Linked DNA regions of Rattus norvegicus: region 1 is linked to region 2. The links are chromatin contacts, called in public Hi-C maps. All regions are on one chromosome and are shown on one strand. The core of a region is the stretch at or near the end of the contact, and the rest is flanking DNA. Distances in the headings are between cores, read along the strand shown.

Region 1 (5,843 bases), core at 331-2,830, 44 kb after region 2:
AATCATTTTTAGCTAAGTAAGTTGAAGATACATTTGGCCTGTTATTAAGTATGATTTTATTCCATTTGCTTATTTAATCCTCATACTTGCAAAGTTAAATATTGTTTCCTTGTACTGATCTGGAGGTCACACGGCGATTAAGTATTATTAGAGCTTTGGCATAGACCCAGATTAGTCTGATACAGGTTTTATATTTCTAAACACTTTAAGGTAATGCCATGCCTGTAAATCTCCCTCTGACTCCCTCCTGAGATAAATACGCCTTCTTTGGTGGTGGACGTAAGGGGAGTATTTGATGAACTACAGGTGCAGCTCTGTGTTGTGCTTTTACATGGAATCTTTTGTTGGTCTTTTAATTGTTGGCTAAGCATGGTGTTGTCATTCATACTTTTAGATTGTATTTCTTTTCATCTTTGTTCTAAGTGCTCTGTGCTTGTTACACATTACTAGAATGGAAACAGGAAGACAAAGCTATTTCTTACCCTTACCTGAGTCCTGCAGCCCATGATTAGTGCTACCTTCAGTGCCTTTTTCTTTCTTCCTTTTTTTTTTTTTTTTTTAATGCTGAGAATCGAAGGCAGGGCATTGTGCATGCTAGGCAAGCTCTCTCATTCTAGCTGCATTTCCCTACTGCCTAACTGTGCATCCCAAGTTCCAACCATAGGAACTTAATGTCCTTTGAAGCAAAGTAGTTACTGTGTCCTCCACTTTTTCTTTTCTCGAGAATTCTCTCTTGATCTATTTTGTTTCACTTCTAGAAGGTTTCTATCTTCTAGGACAAGTGTGCACTGTAGTTTTGAAAGTTGTACAGTAGTGACCATTAGTGCTAAAATGAAGGGCATGTCTGTTTCCAATGTTCAGAGAGTCTAGATGAGCTACTTCTTAGGGGGATACTGCTTATGATCCTTGGCAAGTTTCTGGGAGGGACTACTAACATCATGTGTGGGCAGAGAAAGAAGACCCAGATCTGTGTGGTCTTAAATGGCCACGGGTAGTTAGGAGTATTTTTCAAGAGATGGATTTTTATAGGACAATTTGTCTTATCTAGGTGGGCAGATTATATCATTATCAATTGGTTATGAGTTTATTGTGTGGACATTTTGTCGAGTGAGAATTTAAGATATAAATCTGATTGCTAAGTTACAAACTTATTGAGTTTTTATTTTAACAGGTAACTGGGAGTTGTGACTATAACCACAGGGGACGGATGCTGGGAATGTGAGCAGGGTCTGCAACAAGAGAGTTGCAAGAGGGTGGCTGCTGCTGGGCTCAGAGAGTAGCTGAGGGTAGCGTGTGGTGATTGGAAGCTTAGCAGATGAGATGCTTTGCTGACTGAGATGAAAACACCCCGCAGATGCCATGTGGCCCTCCAGAGCTGGCTATACCGTGGGATGATACAATCTTTTTTAATATTTACTGAAACAATCATGTGTGATTTAAAATAGATTAAAATGATTTAAAATTTGGCTCAAAAGACCTATTGAAAATTATTGGTTTTAAAAATACGGTATTCCTAGGCCAGACTATGCGCACAGGCAGTGCTTTGTGCATGACTCACACTGTGCCCTCACAGTCGTGTTGCGCGTCCTTACTTCCTGTGTTGTAGAACAGGATGTACGTTACAACTCCAAAAGCTATCAAGGACTTCAGTCATTTTTACTTTATTATAATTTTGAGAAATAAATCTATAAAAGATTTAAAATACATCTTTTTTTCCTCCTACCAATTTTTTTAAAGAGCAGTTTATGTAAAAACAGACTCCATTCATGAGTATTTAAAACGTTCTTTAATAAGTTGCTAAAAACTATCTGTCTTTGGAAATATTCTTAATATAAAGATCCTATCCCTTAGAAAAAGGAAGACCTTTAGTCTTCCTCAGAACTTAACTGTGCTCTTAAATAGTTTTGTTCTTCACAGATGACGGCACTTGTAAAATAAATTACAGCATTAACTCCCAGCGACAGGCTGTTGGAGTGCCGAGAAGAAAAGGATAGAGTTGAAGTGTTCGGTCACCTTTTCCTTATATGGTAAATAAAGCCACTGAACATGCTTTAGAGGGAAGGGAATTTTCTTCAGTTACTTTCAGCTGGAAAATATGAGAACTTACTGCTGTTAGCTGCCAAATAATTCTTCTTTAGTCTAGTGAAAAATACAGCTAGAAGGGCTTTTTAGTTTTACTGTTTTTTTTTTTATTGCCCAGTGACTCAGAAACAAATACCATAGACTCGTATAAAACAGTTTCATGTTTTCTGCCTTCTAGTTTGTTTAATTAGTTTTGGTAATGTGGTACTTGTGGAGTGACCCCTGATAATTCTTGACATGATGAAGTTTGCAGCCAAGTGAACAGTCCAGGTGGAACAGTGGTGCTTCGGCAACAGGGAGCACAGCAGTGTGGGGTCTCTGTGACAGCTTTGCACTGCCTCACCTCTACTTGTCTTCTTTTTGTGCCATGTCTGTAGGTCTCAGTCCCCTGTCTGTGACAGAGGAGTGACACTACCACCTAACACAATTAAATGTCTGTGCTCTTAAAAGCACACAGTAAACCTTTACATTTTTTTTTTTTTTTTGGTTCTTTTTTTCGGAGCTGGGGACTGAACCCAGGGCCTTGTGCTTCCTAGGCAAGCGCTCTACCACTGAGCTAAATCCCCAACCCCAAACCTTTACATTTTTAAAGAATTAAATATAGTTAGCATTTTATTGAGGTTCTAACACTAGAGTGATGCTAGGGTAAGGGTAAAAGTCTGAATAAATATTCTGATAACGAACGGACAGGATGGACTCCAGTGGTAGAGTCCTTGGCTCCTGTCTGTCAGGCAATAGGCTTTGAATCCTTGGGAATGAAAAAAGTTGTGATAACCAAAAGGAGGGTTAGGGAGATAGATTAGTCAGTGTCTTTCGCATGCTTCAAGGACCTGATTCCAGATGCTGGACCTTTGTAAAACACCTAGATATGATAGCATGTGTCAGAAACCCAGTGCTCCAGGGCTCATTGCTCAGCTGTGAGAAAGCTACTCTAGAAAGCTGGTTAACTCTGTGTTTAGGGAGACCTTGTCATAAAAGTAAAGAGCAATAGAGGAAGACACCCAGTGTTAATCTCTAGCCTACACATATATGTACTTGTGCACATGCACCCACACAAGTACATACATAAAACATAATTTAGAGTCAGGTGGATTCCTTTTTGTCATTAGAAGTTTATAGAGAACCCAATCTAGGTAGAGATTTTGGATATGCCTAAAGCATACATCCTAAGGGTTTATATCAGCGCAAAACCACAGCTCTTATTTCAAGGGGATAAAGATAGTTTATTTTGGAGTCCACTATGAGTATCCTCAGCCTGGGAACACAGATTTAGGTTTTCCCAAATTCCATGTTCCAAATGTGGTAACAGTTTGAGGAAGTTTTTATAGTAACAGAACAAAGTCATAAATAAAAGCACCTTTCAAGTAATTGGTGGAAATTTAGACAGGCAGATGAAAGAAAAGTAGTGCAATCTCTGCCTTAGGGTTCAGACACTATCTGATAAGACTCTTAGTAGCTGGTGAAAGCTGCTGTGGTCTCCAATACGTTCTAAAAGGTTTTCCCTGAGAGTCACAAAGATGTGAAGTCAGACACAGATGTGGACAAGGAGTGACTATTAAGGAAGTTGAAAATAGCCCAGAATGAGTTATAATTAGATCCTGGTCCTGGACCATGCTAGCCCTATATCCCAGCTGTTCTTATCATTACTCAGACGTAGAGAAGGGGCAGAGGAGATGTGCTCCTCTTCAGGACTTTTATTCACAGGTTGTTTTCAGAGCCTTCACTTAACCCCAAAGAACAGATTGTGAAGCAGGTCTTTTCTAGAAGTCTCCACAGAACAACTTGGGCATGTTCTATGCAATTTTCTTTGTTAAGTAGAACTATCTTCCATTTAGAGTTATAATAGGAAGAACTTGAATCTTACTGGGCTAGAATCCCAGAACTTAAAATATTTTAAGTAAAGGGAGTGTTAAAGAAGGAGAGGGATTTCTAAAATGTAAAAATTATGTTTATTGTACAGTTAAATCTCAGAACCAAATTGGAACCAGGAGTTTGAATTTTTTTGTAACTAGAGGGAGACAGTGTACTGTAATGGTTAACTGGCTTTTGGAGGCAGTGGGAAGGCAGTGCAGTATGACAGGTTGAAAGATCATAGCTTTTGCTTCCTTCTCTCTCTCTCTGAGAACAGTGGGCTAGATCTGTGTCCCCGTTCCCCCCACCTCCCATCCCCTCCTTCCCTTCTCTCCCAGGTCTGGGATTAAGAGAGTCTGTACTACACAGGCCATTCTACGATTCTTGCAGGTAAGTCTGCAGACAGGCCTATAGATTCAAACCACACCTTAAGTAATCCAAGATTATTTATTATGCTGAGTTTACTCTGATCCTCTGAAACCTATGGTTTGATGTTTTTAATTATTTGTACAGTTTTGTGCACCCTCCATAATCTTGTACCATCCTGAGTCTCAAAGTAGAGCTATCATTGACTGCTTTCCTTATCTATGCTGAGTGTATGCTATAGGTCTTCTGTAGGATAGGCTAAGCCTAGGATTACACCCTGCCCCAACCCCCAAAGACCGCAGTGCAAGGCTGTGTTTGTGCCCATCTATGGTGACAGCTGCTCTCCTTCTTGGCCACAGCCCTACAGGAAATGTTCTTTCTGGCCTGATGTGTACAAAATGCAGATGTATATATACAAGGCCCACGTTGGTTTCCATGCTCCTGTGCTGTGGATCTCTGGGTCATTCTTCAGCATTTCCTTAGAGCCTAGCATGAGTTGTCTCACCAGCCCCTGTGGGGGCTTACTTCATTCAGACTGCTTCTATCTCTCTTCAGAGTTGTCTCAGAGAACACATGTCTCCTGGGTGGACCCTAAGGACTCAGCTTTCCTGTGCTGTCAGAGCAGTGCTCTTTGCAGGGTTTTTTCCCTTCCACTTGCCTAAGTCATGAGGCTTTAAAACAACAGGAAGATACTCTTTAGCTTTCCTGCCAACCCAGAGCTACTAAACAAAGACATGGGGTAAAACCCCACTGAAGACTTGTGGAGCCAGGCATCAGCTTGCATTTATAACCAACTTCCCAAATGACCTGCCTGAGACGTGTGTAGTTGCTTAGGGCCAGTTGCTGCTGTCATGCTACCAGCTTTACTGCATCCCTCAGGCAGTCCCATCTTGAAGTAATAGTGAAGAACATCTCTTGTTTTTTGGTTTTTTTTAACATTAATTTAGTGTGTGTGTGTGTGTGTCTGTGTGTGTCTGTGTGTGTCTGTGTGTGTCTGTATGTGTGTCTGTGTGTGTGTCTGTGTGTGCTAGCGCACAGTGGTACACATGTCAAAGTCAGATGGCAAGTTATAGGAGTTAGCTCTCTTCTTCTACCGTAGATCCCAGGTCTTCAGAGTTGGCATCCCGATGGCTCATTTCTGTGATTTTCATGAAATGGGTGCACATGTTTTCTTGTTCCAGGTAAAACATGATGTTCTTTCATAAGCATGGACAGTATTCTGCATTGTGCTTCTACCACCTCCCAGAGATGGCTTACTGTGTTTGCAAACACATTCCAGTATGCATCAGCTTATTGAATTACAGATCTTTAGTCATCCAGGGGCCCTGGCTTTCATTGTCTTAACATGTATTCGGGAAATCAGGAGGGACCTGACAGTTGCATTTCCAAGGATGCTTCTCAAACGGCTGCCACGATTGCATTCCTCCTGGCCTTTTTCCATGTGTCCTCATGAACTCACATATGTACTCTCTCACACACATGCTCACCTGCACTGCTCTATAGACCTGTTCTCACACACTTGTTTATGTCACTCGTGTTCACAA
Region 2 (6,623 bases), core at 720-3,219:
TCTTCCAGCTTTCTGAAGATCTGGATATAAATCTCACAGCTGCTTCTACAGTGCCATATTTGCCTGCATGCCATGGTGCTCCCCGCCACGATGATGCTGTACTTAATCTCTGAAACTGTAGGCCAGCCCCAATAAAATGTTTCCTTTTATGAGTTGCCTTGGTCATGGCATTTCCCTGCAGCAATAGAACTTTGTGGAACTTGCTTGGTTTACTACCCTTTGTCCAGCAGACTACTACTCCCTCTCAAACATGGCATACTTCTGAAATGCTATAATATATATTCACACATATGCAGGGAAAAGTCTTCCACAGGTGACTTTGCATTTGTTCGTTCGTTCAGTACTTACTACAGGAACCAGGCATTTTTCAAACACATTGGTGAATCAAAAACATCAGGTTGCTGAAACTTGGGAACTTTGTTTCCTGTAGGTTTCAGACACTGATGACACTGGTAACTTTGTGTTGGTGGAAGGCAGTGGTTTGTTAATACATTCCAAAAAGGTTTTTACTTGAATCACAAGGATTGTGGCATAAGATCAGACACAAGAGATAGGCAATGAACGGATACATACGGAACAAAATACAGTCCGGGATAACTTGGCTCTGAATCTGCGACATTCCAGTCATAGTTGTGGAATTATCCTCCTGGGAATTTTTCTTAAAAAGTATACCTATGTGTGTCTGTGCACATGTGTACAGGTGCTTGCAGAGGCCAGAGGTATTAGATCCCATGGAGCTGAAGATACAGGCGCTTGTGAACAGCCAAATGTGGATTCTGGGAATCGACTCAGGTCTTGGGTTCTTACAGCTCCTCTCCAGCAAACTTTAAAGTAGATGTCTTTTTTTTTTTCTTTCTTCCTTCCTTTCCTTCCCTTTCTTTCTTTCTTTCCTTCCTCCCTTTTTTTTTTTTTGTGTGTGCAAGCTTCACATATGTCCTCTAAAAGGAGTGGGTGGGTGGGGGTGGACCCTGGCTGCCTTTTTAAAACAAAACAAAACAAAAAACCCTTCATGACAACTGTGCTTTCCTTTTTTTTTTTTTTTTCTTCTTTTTTCTTCGGAGCTGGGGACCGAACCCAGGGCCTTGTGCTCGCTAGGCAAGTGCTCTACCGCTGAGCTAAATCCCCAACCCCACAACTGTGCTTTTCTAAGCTCACTGGGGCCATTTTGTTTGGTAAATCAGACCTGAAGGAGTACTAGACACAGAGGTGCCAGACACCACACAGTAAGGGTGCAAATCGAATTTTATTGCAGCAGACACAAAGTTCTCATTCCACTCGGGCAGGCCCAGGAGCCATCCTCCTACCCTAGGCACCGGCAAGTTCAAGTTCTCAGTCAGGGAGCTAGGAGTGGCAAGAGGTTGGTTGGCCTAAGCCCCGAATAGAAGCCGCTACACTTTAGAAAAGAACTCATCTCGCTAGCCCTCCAACTCGTCTGGGCCATTGCTCACTTCCAACACCGGCGAAAGCCACGCTTCCCTCTCCAGCCCTCCTACGGAGCAAAGTCCGGGTGTGTCCGTCTGGCGCGCTGCCCACCCTCTTAGAGCGCAGAGGGAACCGCCCCTACAGGTTAGGGGGTGGGGCCTGCCTGGCGTGATGGCGTCGCCAGCTGCCCATTCCTGGTGTAACGACCGGGGAATAGCCGCGCAGGAACACTAGAGTCGGGGCGGGGCGGACCGCGCGATGACACCCTGCACACAGTCCATTCGCCGCCCCAGGTTCTTTTCCGAGGGCGCTGGAGAGTGGGCGGGATCGGGTTAGCGATTGACATCTCGCCCCGCCCAGATTCTTTTCAGCGTAGACTGTCTCTGAACAGTTGATCCCCTTAAGGAAGAGCCGGGCGCACGGTGATTGTGTCACCAAAACACGCTCTCAGCCCATACTAGACACTCTCCCGGAGACGCCTCGGGTGGAGGAGGGCCTCGCGCACCGTGATGACGTCGAGTCCCGCCCGTTTGAGGAGTGGAGCGGTGGCGCCCGCTGTCCCCCTCAGTGGGGCGCTGGCGCGCGGGGTAGAGCGACCTGCTGTCTGTGGGAGAGCCGCGCCCGCCTCAGCAGGGAGGAGTGCTCTGCGCGGCTGGCGATGAGCAGCGCGGGGGGCGAGGGGCCTGAGGCCGGTACTGGCCGGGCCGGGGGCCGTTCTGAGCCCGAGGCCCCGGGCAGCGCGCTGAGTGTGGACTTGCCGGGGCTGCTGGGGCAGCTGGCGCGCAGTTTTGCGCTGCTGCTGCCGGTGTACGCCCTCGGCTACCTGGGATTGAGCTTCAGTTGGGTGCTGCTGGCGCTCGGGCTGCTCGCCTGGTGCCGCCGGAGCCGCGGCCTCAAGGCCAGCCGCCTGTGTCGCGCACTGGCACTGTTGGAGGACGAGGAGCAAGCCGTGCGCCTGGGAGTGCGAGCCTGCGACCTGCCCGCCTGGGTGAGTGTTGTCCCCCGGACCTGAGCAGAGTCAGGTCCGCACCACCCTTCTCCCCTTCTTAGGGACGAGTGGGGGACTCAAGCTCCAGCCCAAGTGAGGTGTCAGCTACCCCTGGCCTCAAATCTCGATCCCATCCGGGGTCCGCACAACCTGGACCCTGGACCAAGTCAGGTGTGTGACCTTACTGCTGTCTACTTCTTTCGCTGTCTACCTACCTAAACTGGTGTTTTCTGTCAGCACTCTGCTTACCGCCTTTCCTCAGGGGCGGGGAGTGGTGGTGGTTCTGGCCACCGTGGCTCTGAGCAAGGGCCTGCGTCTGAGTCTGATTTGTGTCAGCGCACCCACCTCCCCCACCTAAGTCAGGTGTCCTCATTGCTGTCCCCACCCTCATCCAGGGCGGAGGTGTCCTGGTCGTTATCTGCTCAGAGAGTGACCGTTCTCAGTCCTCTTCCTGGCTTTCAGTCCTCGCCCATCGCTAGCAAAGTGCACAGGTAGTGAATACTTCCTAACTTGGCAGTATCCGTCATTGTTAGTTGCTGGATCCTTTTCCTCCTCTCTCACTACTGCCCTGAAGCACACTTGGTGGTCAATGAGCTGACTGAGATCTCTGTTGTCCCGAGTGATTCTGTAAACCTTTTGCCAGCATGGCGCAGCAGGCCTGGAAACGTCCACATTCTCCTTTCTGATTTAAAAAGTAGTGACAGCCAATGCGGAGAAGTTAATACAAAAATCAAGAAGACTCCTTCATTTCTTAGCTGTGTCTAACATGATTGAAGTGTTCCTGGAAAGCTTATGTTAGAAGAATTGAAGTGTTTGTTTCATTGTTTAAAATACCGGACTGATGACGAGACACTTTCATGTGATCGTTAAGATCCACAGTGAACATGTAGAGGGAGGTTTTGAAAGAGTGAAAAGTAATGATTAAGTTATGACATTATTTTTCCTAAAATTGCTTTTTACTTATTGAGTATTTGAATCTATTGGAGAAGGCTTTTATCATCTTTTTCTCTTCACTGTCTTTCTTAGCAAAGAGTGTTTCAGATAGAAGGAAATAGTGCATATTTTAAGAGAAATGTTGCACAATATTAGGCTTGATGTAATTGTCTGTGGAAGTAGATAGTAGTGAATTTTAGAAGGGAGAATGAAGGAATTTAAGTGGAGAAAGAACATGGAGAATGTTCCACCTTTCCATCTAGGAAACACCTGTGAAATATGGCATGGAATATGCGGTACAAATATAAAAAAAAAAAAACAAAAATTAAAAAGTAAGAGTTCCCCAAATCAAGAGGAACATAACATAGGTAGCAGTTAGCAACTGAAAGTTAAAACTGTAATAGTGAGGCACTTTTGAAGCTTAAAAATCTGCAGATACATGGTGAATGTGTAGGACAGGGGTGTTTTGGAAAATGAAACCAACTGGTATGATACATCATTTAGCTAGCAGTAAAGGAATGTATTGAAAAACAGGAAGTTAGAGTAGCCAAGGTGAGAAAAAACAAGAAACAGTGGTGCCCTGTAGAATGCTGTAGTGGTGTCTTGTGTCTCTGCTAAATTAAATGCTGTCTAGAAGCTGGTAAAAACTGGTAGTTAAATGACCGAAGAACAACATAAATAAGACTGGAGTCTTCAAGAGCAGGGTGGCACTGACGTCCAGAAATTTGATTATTAAGCGATTGATGTAGACTAGCTTTTAAAACATTGTTCAGAAATGCAAATATTTTCACAAAGGAAATAAAATGCAGTTGCTGCCATAATGAGCCAAAATTTTAATGGAATAAAAGAGTAATTGACCAGTTTTGTCTTTGTTTTTGTTTCTGCTTGTTTTTCGTTTTTAGTATTAGAGTCAGACCTAAGGCTTCCAGCATGGCAGTAAAGTGGTCTACCATTGAACTACATTGACAACCCTGTGCAGAGTTTTGTTTGTTTGGTTTGGTTGTTTGGAGACAGGTCTCCTCAGCCACAGAGTGGTGGGGCTACAGGTATGTGTGAACATGCTTATCTGGGTCCTGGGGTTTCTGGATAGTGGCTTGATATTTGTCTTGAACAAGACATACATGCCAAAGACTGTAGTGCACATTGATGACTATGACTCATTGTGGAGAAGAGACATGAGAAGATATGAGCTAGTATAGTACCAACTTCCAATTCCCACCATTAGATAAATTCACCCACAGTTTTTCATTTTATGTAGCAAAAGTAAGGATCGGGACAATGCTGCACTTATATTTTTATTTGAAAACCCAGAACTTGGTAGAATAAAGTGTGATTCTTTCCTGTTTTTACTACTGCCAGTAAATACTGATGTTAAGGCTGCAGGCATAGAAACATCACCCTCTTGTGTACATTGTTGCTTAACGTGGTGAAAGTTGTTCTTTTTGTGTTCATTGTGAGGACTGTTGAGAATCGGAACAGTCCAGTTTCTTTGGATATGTTCTCTTACTGTGTATACCTTTGGGGGGGAGACAGCCTTCTTCCCAGTGTTTTTCTGGAAGTTTAGGAGAATGTAGTTCCAGCCAACATACAATACCATAATCTAAGAGCAAAGTAAATAAAAGAGTGCATGGTGAACAGTTGGCTGTTTGATAATTTCACAGAGTTTTCTGAGACTGGTATCAGCTTGGTATAGAGCTGAATTATTTTCACCTGAGTACTTCCTAGCACTCAGGATGAAGCGGAGGTGCTGCTGAGTTTCTTCTTTACATTCATGCCTGGTTATGCCCAGATGGTACAGGTTGTGCCAATTAGATTGCATTGCCCTATGTGTTCTAAGTGTTCCAGTAACTTAGAACATAGTGCCAAAAAATAATTGGCAAATACCTGGGTTGTTTAAACTACAGTAAATTTAAATTTACTATGTATGTACCTATCAGCCTCTATGTTAAAGCTTTAGTTGTATTATTCTCATTTTAAATTTTGACTTAGATCAAATATGAGTACTTTACAGATACAAAGTAAATCTATAAATCTAGTGTGTAGTTTGCTTTGTGTGCCTATAATTTTACAATGTACTATGTGTGGTTTTTTTTTTTTTTGTATTTTGTTAACAGTTTATCATATCCTTTTTAATTTCCACGACAAAAGAGGAACTTAATCATACTGTTATGGTGAAATCTAAAAAGTCGTCTTGTCTTCACATTTATGTTCCTTCCAGGTAGAAGTAACTGACAGTCTAGTAGGTAGGCTGGTGATAGCCTCAGGCAGCATATTGTTCACTTCCAGCTGACCTGTGCAGATCTTATCTGCTGAACTTGGGATTTGAGGGCCTGAAAGAATGGGCAGACTGCAGCTGAATGCTGTGGACCATCTTACTTCAGTTTCAGTGTACTTTTATACAAGAATATAACAAAGTAATGATCCAAGGAAGGTTGAGTTCAGAAAAAAGCATGATGAGATAAGCATGTAAACAAACCCCAGTAAGCACGTACTGAATATTAACAGCCCTTTCCCATAACTTTCTCAGGACAGGCCAATTTAAACACATACTATATTATGTGGCTGCTACATAATATAGGTTATAACTGGGAAAGCATGAAAACAAGGCAGAAGGCCATGTTCAGATTCAGGGCACACTGGGAATAGCACTTGGTATATTCTTTCACCACATTAGGTTCTATTGGCTATGTTCTGACATCCAATAAGAAAGAATAAGAATACCTTGTAGGCTGAATGTAAATGTTTGTCACAGGAGGCATGAAATCCCATTCAAGAACAAAAGGCACTTGAGGTAAAAGGCCCTCTGCCTTTTTTCCTGGAGCCTCTCTTTCAGTTCCCCAAGACATTGTTCACCATGTGTCATTCTTTTGACTGTGTTCAAACACATATGATTTGAAGAAAGGATCAGGGAGGGTTTTTTGGTAGGGGGGGTTATGTATAAAAATGAGTGTCAGACCCAGTGGGGATGACATTAGCTGAAATACCCAACACCAGGAAGATAGAACCTACCCAGTGGGGATGACATTAGCCGAAATACCCAACACCAGGAAGATAGAACCTAAAGAGACCACCTCCAGTGGAAGACATGGCTTCCAGTGGAGGGATGGGGCCCATCCATCTAAAAAAATTTTTTTTTCATTTTTTTTTTTTCCTGGAGCTGAGGACCGAACCCAGGGCCTTGTGCTTGCTAGGCAAGCGCTCTACCACTGAGCTAAATCCCCAACCCCCCATCTAAAAATTTTTAACTCAGAATTGTCCTGTCAAAAGAAAATGCAGGGAC

Evidence for each region. A called contact is a pair of places that touch in the nucleus more often than the background predicts.
Region 1: a Hi-C map of the A7r5 cell line shows a contact between it and region 2, with 1.8 times the contacts expected there. The contact joins the enhancer-like site here to the promoter of Esyt2 in region 2. A contact is called at or near these places in 5 of 12 Hi-C or Micro-C datasets (the A7r5 cell line, Schwann cells, frontal cortex and 2 more).

Annotation. Positions count from the first base shown.
Region 1 is chr6:143,405,516-143,411,358 of GRCr8, forward strand. The region is part of intron 6 of Esyt2 (extended synaptotagmin 2); the gene reads left to right. Among named protein-coding and RNA genes, the nearest start is that of Esyt2, 46 kb to the left of the region's middle. Within about 2 kb of position 1,581, at least 15 of the 93 cell types and tissues checked have an H3K27ac peak or open chromatin away from gene starts, as enhancers often do. A contact at or near this core is called in the A7r5 cell line, where this site is marked.
Region 2 is chr6:143,360,755-143,367,377 of GRCr8, forward strand. Esyt2 (extended synaptotagmin 2) reads left to right here and starts at 1,970. Exons shown (of 22, transcript NM_001271169.1): 1 at 1,970-2,410. The coding sequence starts at 2,081.